Linked DNA regions of Sus scrofa: region 1 is linked to region 2. The links are chromatin contacts, called in public targeted proximity ligation maps. All regions are on one chromosome and are shown on one strand. The core of a region is the stretch at or near the end of the contact, and the rest is flanking DNA. Distances in the headings are between cores, read along the strand shown.

Region 1 (2,700 bases), core at 71-2,570, 53 kb before region 2:
GAACTCTAGGCATGTTTTAAAAATAGGTAGTTTTATATGGGTTTTTTTAGTTGGTGGTGTTAATAATTGTTTCAGCCTTATCATATGTTTGAAAATTATCAAATTTTACAGTTGGAAAAAATAATTTTTTTTCCTCCCCCCAAAGTCAGTAACCTCAGCTATTGGCATTGTCAGAAGAACTCTGCATTTTATCTGGAATGTTGCTAACACCTGTCCATAAACAGAAGGAGACTCTCTGAGAAAAGAACAGCAAAAGAACAAAAGAAGAAGAGGAGAGTGGAGACAATACCTGTTACTCAAGAGTATCAAGAGTAGAGGTGGCACCAATTATTTACTAGCATTTTTCTGTCATTAGAAGAGCAGACTTTTCACCATACAGGGATGTGAGATGTTCTCTATACTGGAAAGAGCATGAAATCAGACGGAGCGAATGAACTCAGGTTTTGCTATTTGTTAGCTGTGAGGTTTTGGTTAAGACACCTGACCACTTTGATTCCACAGTCCTCACATATGTAAAATGCTAATTATACTACTTTTCACCCAATGTAAAAATAGTGTCACTGGCATAGTAAAATGGCATATTGGTATAGTAACACTTTAAAGTGGTTACAAAAATTAGAACGTTTCAAAGAGGTTTAGAATTGCTTTCCATTTCTGATTCAGTTTGCCGATGTTTACTAGTCATTCTTCCATGTTCAGATCTTCAGTCTTTCTAATAATCGTGAAAGTCCTCAATGCCTCATGACAAATGCCTTTCTGTCCAGAACAGCTCGCGGATTGCTTTAATGAATTCCTACCTGATTGACTTGTAAACTCTTTGTGGGCAGACCCTTGTGATATAAAGGAATGACTGCAATTAGTGGGGGGTAGGGGTTGGGGATGGACTGGGAAACATGATAAACGAATGATTAAGTAAAAATTTTAGTAAGATGGTGATATGTGCTTCAGATAAAATGAAGCTGTAAGAGGGATGGGGAGGGCAGAAGGTGAATATTGCAATTTTAAAAGGCATGGTTGAGGAAGCTGCAATTTTATTTTATTTATTTTTTTAATTGTCTTTTTGCTTTTTCTGGGGCTGCTCCCTCGGCATATGTTGGTTCCCAGGCTAAGGGTGTAATCGGAGCTGTAGCCACCGTCCTAAGCCACAGCCAGAGTCACGCGGGATCCCAGCCGCCTCTGCGACCTACACCACAGGTCAGGGCAACGCCGGATCCTTAACCCGCTGAGCGAGGCCAGAGATCGAACCCTCAACCTCATGGTTCCCAGTCGGATTCCTTAGCCACTGCGCCACTACAGGAACTCCAGGAAGTTGCAAATTTAAATAAGAGTGATCAAGGAAGGTCTCCCTGATAAGGTAACTTTCGAAACCTGACTATCTATTACGTCAATTGAGTACAAAGCCCTGGTGGAGTTACTGTGTTAAAATACAATTATCCAGTGACTCCTTTCCTAAGCGAAGGTACGTTTTCCATCTCCAGAAGGTTTCAGTATTTACCCACAGCAAACATGGCGGAAAAGGCTTCATCCGAACACACTCGGGCCACCAATAAAGAGGGCCACAGCGCTTCCTGTGTTTGCCCTTAACAAAGATGGCTACAACACTTCCTGTTCAGGGCTCTTGCCTTCAACAAAGATGGTGCCCATGGTACAGGTTCCCTGACTGTCTGGATTCCGGTTGCAGTTTGTTCTGTTTTGTTTTTAAAGATACGTGTTTGCAGACGTAAGTAACAGGAAACCAGAACCCCCGTATCCATCTTTTCTCAAAGACCCCGCGTCGTGGCATCTGCAGCCTGGGCCCTGCAAGCCCCCCCACCGTCCCGCCCCGTGACTTGCTCGCGGCGTCCCCGAGCCCGCGGGGTCGGGGTGACGGGGTGACGCTCTCCCCTCGGGCTCCCCTGCAGACCATTCCCAGCACTCCCTTTTTAGTGGGTCAGGTTGCCTAGAAAATCTTTCGTAGTTCTTCCTGTTGTTAATGCCACAGAGCTTGAGCTGGCAGGGCAAGGAATAAAACGAAGTCCCAAACGAGTAGGAGTTGCCCAAAGTGCACACCGCCCTGCTTACCTGCCGCCCCTCGGGGTCGCCCGCTGTGGTGGTACTTTCTGTGGGTGTTGTGAAGCCCCGTCGGCCGCCCCGGCCTCCCCTCTCCGCCACTTACTCTCCTGGCTGGCCCTCTGTTCACTGCTGCAGTGGTCTTGGAAGCAAGCCATCAATGGCCTGTGGACATTTTTTTTTTTCTTTTAAAGGAAACAAACACACCCATTAAATATCCCATGCATGTGTGGCCGTGGCAGTGTTGTGATGGAGGTTTGGAATTCTTCCAGGGAAGGGCTGGAGTCTGTGATTAGGTGTAAGGTTTACTGTAGACTGGGCAGGAATGTTTAATGTTTTCCTTGAAGGCCTTTTCTCTTGGTGAAAAAGATTCTTAAACGTATGGTACCCCCACAGGTTTCTGGCCTCACCCCCACTGCGGATCAGGTTCGGCACATGCCCTGGGTCTAAAGGATACCCACATGGATATCAGCAGTTTCTGCCGTGATGGGGTTATCTCTGATGAAGGCAATGTTAAAATAAAAAGCACTGTTTCTTCTCAAGCATGCTAAAATGAAATGCTCCTCTGTTATCCTCAGAAAAAAATTGCTTTTAAAGTAGGGTCTCTGATCCACTTTTTTTCCCAATCTCTTTATGGAACAAGACTGGAGC
Region 2 (2,796 bases), core at 28-2,527:
TAATATACTTCCTCCCCATCTTATGTTCCCAAATTTGGGATAAGCATAGAATCCTTTTAGGACTGCAGGTTGCTGTCTAGTTTACTAGAAAGCACGATGCGTGTAGAATAGTGGTTAATGATGTATGGAGTCTCACCTTAAAGGTTAGCAGGAGAAAAAGTTAAAGTATCAAGGCAGTCCTGCTGTATAGCACTGGAAACTACATCTAGTCACTTACGATGGAGCGTGATAATGTGAGAAAAAAGAATGTACACATGTATGTGTAACTGGGTCCCCTTGCTGTACAGTAGAAAATTGACAGAACGCTGTAAACCAGCTCTGATGGAAAAAATAAAAATCATTATGAAAAAAAATATATATCAAGGAAGGTGCTACTACAGTAAAAACCTTACTTCCTTTGTAAAATCTTGATATCTCACAGGAAGCCTTGGATCTTTTTCTCAGCCACCAAGACTTTAAATATGAAAGTAAAGATGCCATGTAAGTGTAATACATTATGTTCTTCAGACCAACTCTTCTCAAAGTGTGTGGCTATTAATCCTGGCTCGAATATAAATTATATGAGATTAATTTGCAGAGAGGGTCGAATATAAATTATATAAGATTAATTTGCATGGGGTTTTAGAATGACGAGGCGAATACAATATTCCTCATGTCTTTCTCCTTCTGGTTTTGACTCTTTGGAAATGCTGTTAGTTTTATTTTTTGTGTATTCTCATAGCTGGGATCAAAGCAAACAGGCTTAACAGATAAAACAGATCATTTTCTCCCTTATGAAATAAGGGGGCCGGACCGTGCTCCTTCTAGTCAGTTTCCGGAGACTTGAATCTCCACTTCTGAACTCTTAGCACTCCTTGCAAAGCTCTACCTTTCTACTCCACACGCCCTGCTTTTTGTTATCTGATTTGCGAGTCAATGTTATGGAAAGTCTCTATTGTCATGCAGACAGCCTCAGCGTCAGGTCCTAGCCGAGGTCCACCACCCAAACACACTATTCAAACCGCCTCGGAAAGAAAAATCTTTTTGAAAGATGGCAAACTTGGCTTTCGTGTTCCCCTAAAACGAAGTTCTCGGGCAGCATCTGGCTGCGCAGAGTAATCCAATCTATTTTAATGCAAAGATTTTCCAAGAAGGCAGGAAGCAGTCAAGGGGAAGGCTTTCAGGCATCTGCTGTTTCGTTTCCAGATCTCTTGTGTTAATTTAATGTTTCTAGGGAACCAGGCTCTTTCTTTTTTCTCAGAATCCCTCCTCTAGGAACTGGTGAGGGCGGTGGCGCTGCGCGAACAGCAGATAAGCTGCGAGCTTGGCTGGGGCGCTCGGCGGTCCTGTGCAGCCTGGTCACCCCGCCACCCCGACGGCGCCCCGAGGGCGATCCGGGGGTGACTGGGCAGTTTTCCTCGGTTTCCTCCATCTGACGCAAAGGCGGCACCCGTAGTGACGGAGGGACCCTTGAAAGCCGTGTTTATTTCCATGTGTCCAATTTGGCCCCAGTGAAAGGTAAATATGAAGCGACCGCTCTTCCTCACTCCACCAAAACCAGGGACACGCACCCCATCTCAAGGCAACAGACCAAACCAAACCAAACATGAACCTGAGTGACATGTGAATCTTGCATAAACACTGGCGTTTGTGTTCGGAAAAGAGCATACCGGGAACATTGGCATTCCTTGCAATAGGCTGCTGCCCATCTTCGGTAAATTAGCAATCACAGGGTGCCGGGAAATGTCCTGCCCTTGTGAGATGAGCGGGTGCCGCAGATTTTGTTCTGAAGGAGCAAACGGTAATAGTGGAGTCAGGTGCGTGTGCGACGCCAGAACGTTAATGCGTTGTGTTCCAGGGCCCTTATCTCGGGACAGATGGGCCGGGACTCTCTCTCCCACTTCAGAACCAGAGGGATGCAACTCAGCTTCCCTTTGGGAGAGGAATTCTGCACCATCCAAACCAAAAGGCTGCCGTTTAAAATAGTTTCGTTTTTGTATATTCGTATTGTTATTCCTGTGTAGAAGCCTAGAATGCTAATAATTTCCGTCGCTGTGAGACCTGCCCTGTGTACCTCATGGTAAATTTAATGGGTTCACCGTAGAACAATAGTGGCTTAGCTAGTGCTCTGATGATGCCGATATTCTTACAGCAGCCAACATAACTCTGTTACTACGTTCATGGAATCACAGAATTGGAGTTGGAATAGAGTGTGGAGGTCATTCAGGCCAATTTTGAAAATGGAATTGTAAGAATTCTTTTATAACATTTTTGACTGCTTTTCGAGGTAGTCCATTACATTGCTGGAGAACTCTATTAAAATGTTACTCCTTTTATTAAATTCAGTTCTCTCCTTGGTTCTCATTCTCCCTGAATAATGAAAGCCTAAAATGATTATTTTTTCATATGTTTTAGTGAGTGTGATACATACTTGAAGACCATGATAAGAGATTAGATTCTTAGTAATGATAACCACATTTTGGGCTCCAGTTCTTGCTTTATGCCTTGCAAATCATGTTTTGAACTGCTTAGGAGCAATGGCAGAATTTCCCATATTAAGTGGTCTTTGAGATGAAGCAATAAAAGGGTATATTGGCAACATAGTTTTCATTTTAAAAAATCCCTCTGATGATTTCATATTTATATCCTAATTTTCTGTTATGGTAGTTTTTTGTTTAGTTTTGGTTTTCTATGTAAGGTTCTATGCTTTAGCTGAAATCAGTAAAGTCAGTTTGACTCGGAAATGCTCATTTTTTGGATCTTTTTTTGCTTTACCTCTGTATTAGGTTTCTATGGCTGCTATAACAAATTACCACG

The links.
Region 1: a contact with region 2 is called in a targeted proximity ligation map of skeletal muscle. A contact is called at or near these places in 5 of 47 Hi-C or Micro-C datasets (heart right ventricle, liver, retroperitoneal adipose tissue and 1 more) and 2 of 2 datasets of targeted methods (alveolar macrophages and skeletal muscle).

The regions. Positions count from the first base shown.
Region 1 is chr5:89,479,034-89,481,733 of Sscrofa11.1, reverse strand. It overlaps CRADD (death domain-containing protein CRADD), which reads left to right and starts at 1,320. Exons shown (of 5, transcript XM_021092769.1): 1 at 1,320-1,720. LOC100738154 (a long non-coding RNA gene) reads right to left here and starts at 2,310. Exons shown (of 2, transcript XR_303634.3): 1 at 2,062-2,310.
Region 2 is chr5:89,426,147-89,428,942 of Sscrofa11.1, reverse strand. All of the region lies in intron 2 of CRADD (death domain-containing protein CRADD), which reads left to right. Among named protein-coding and RNA genes, the nearest start is that of CRADD, 53 kb to the left of the region's middle.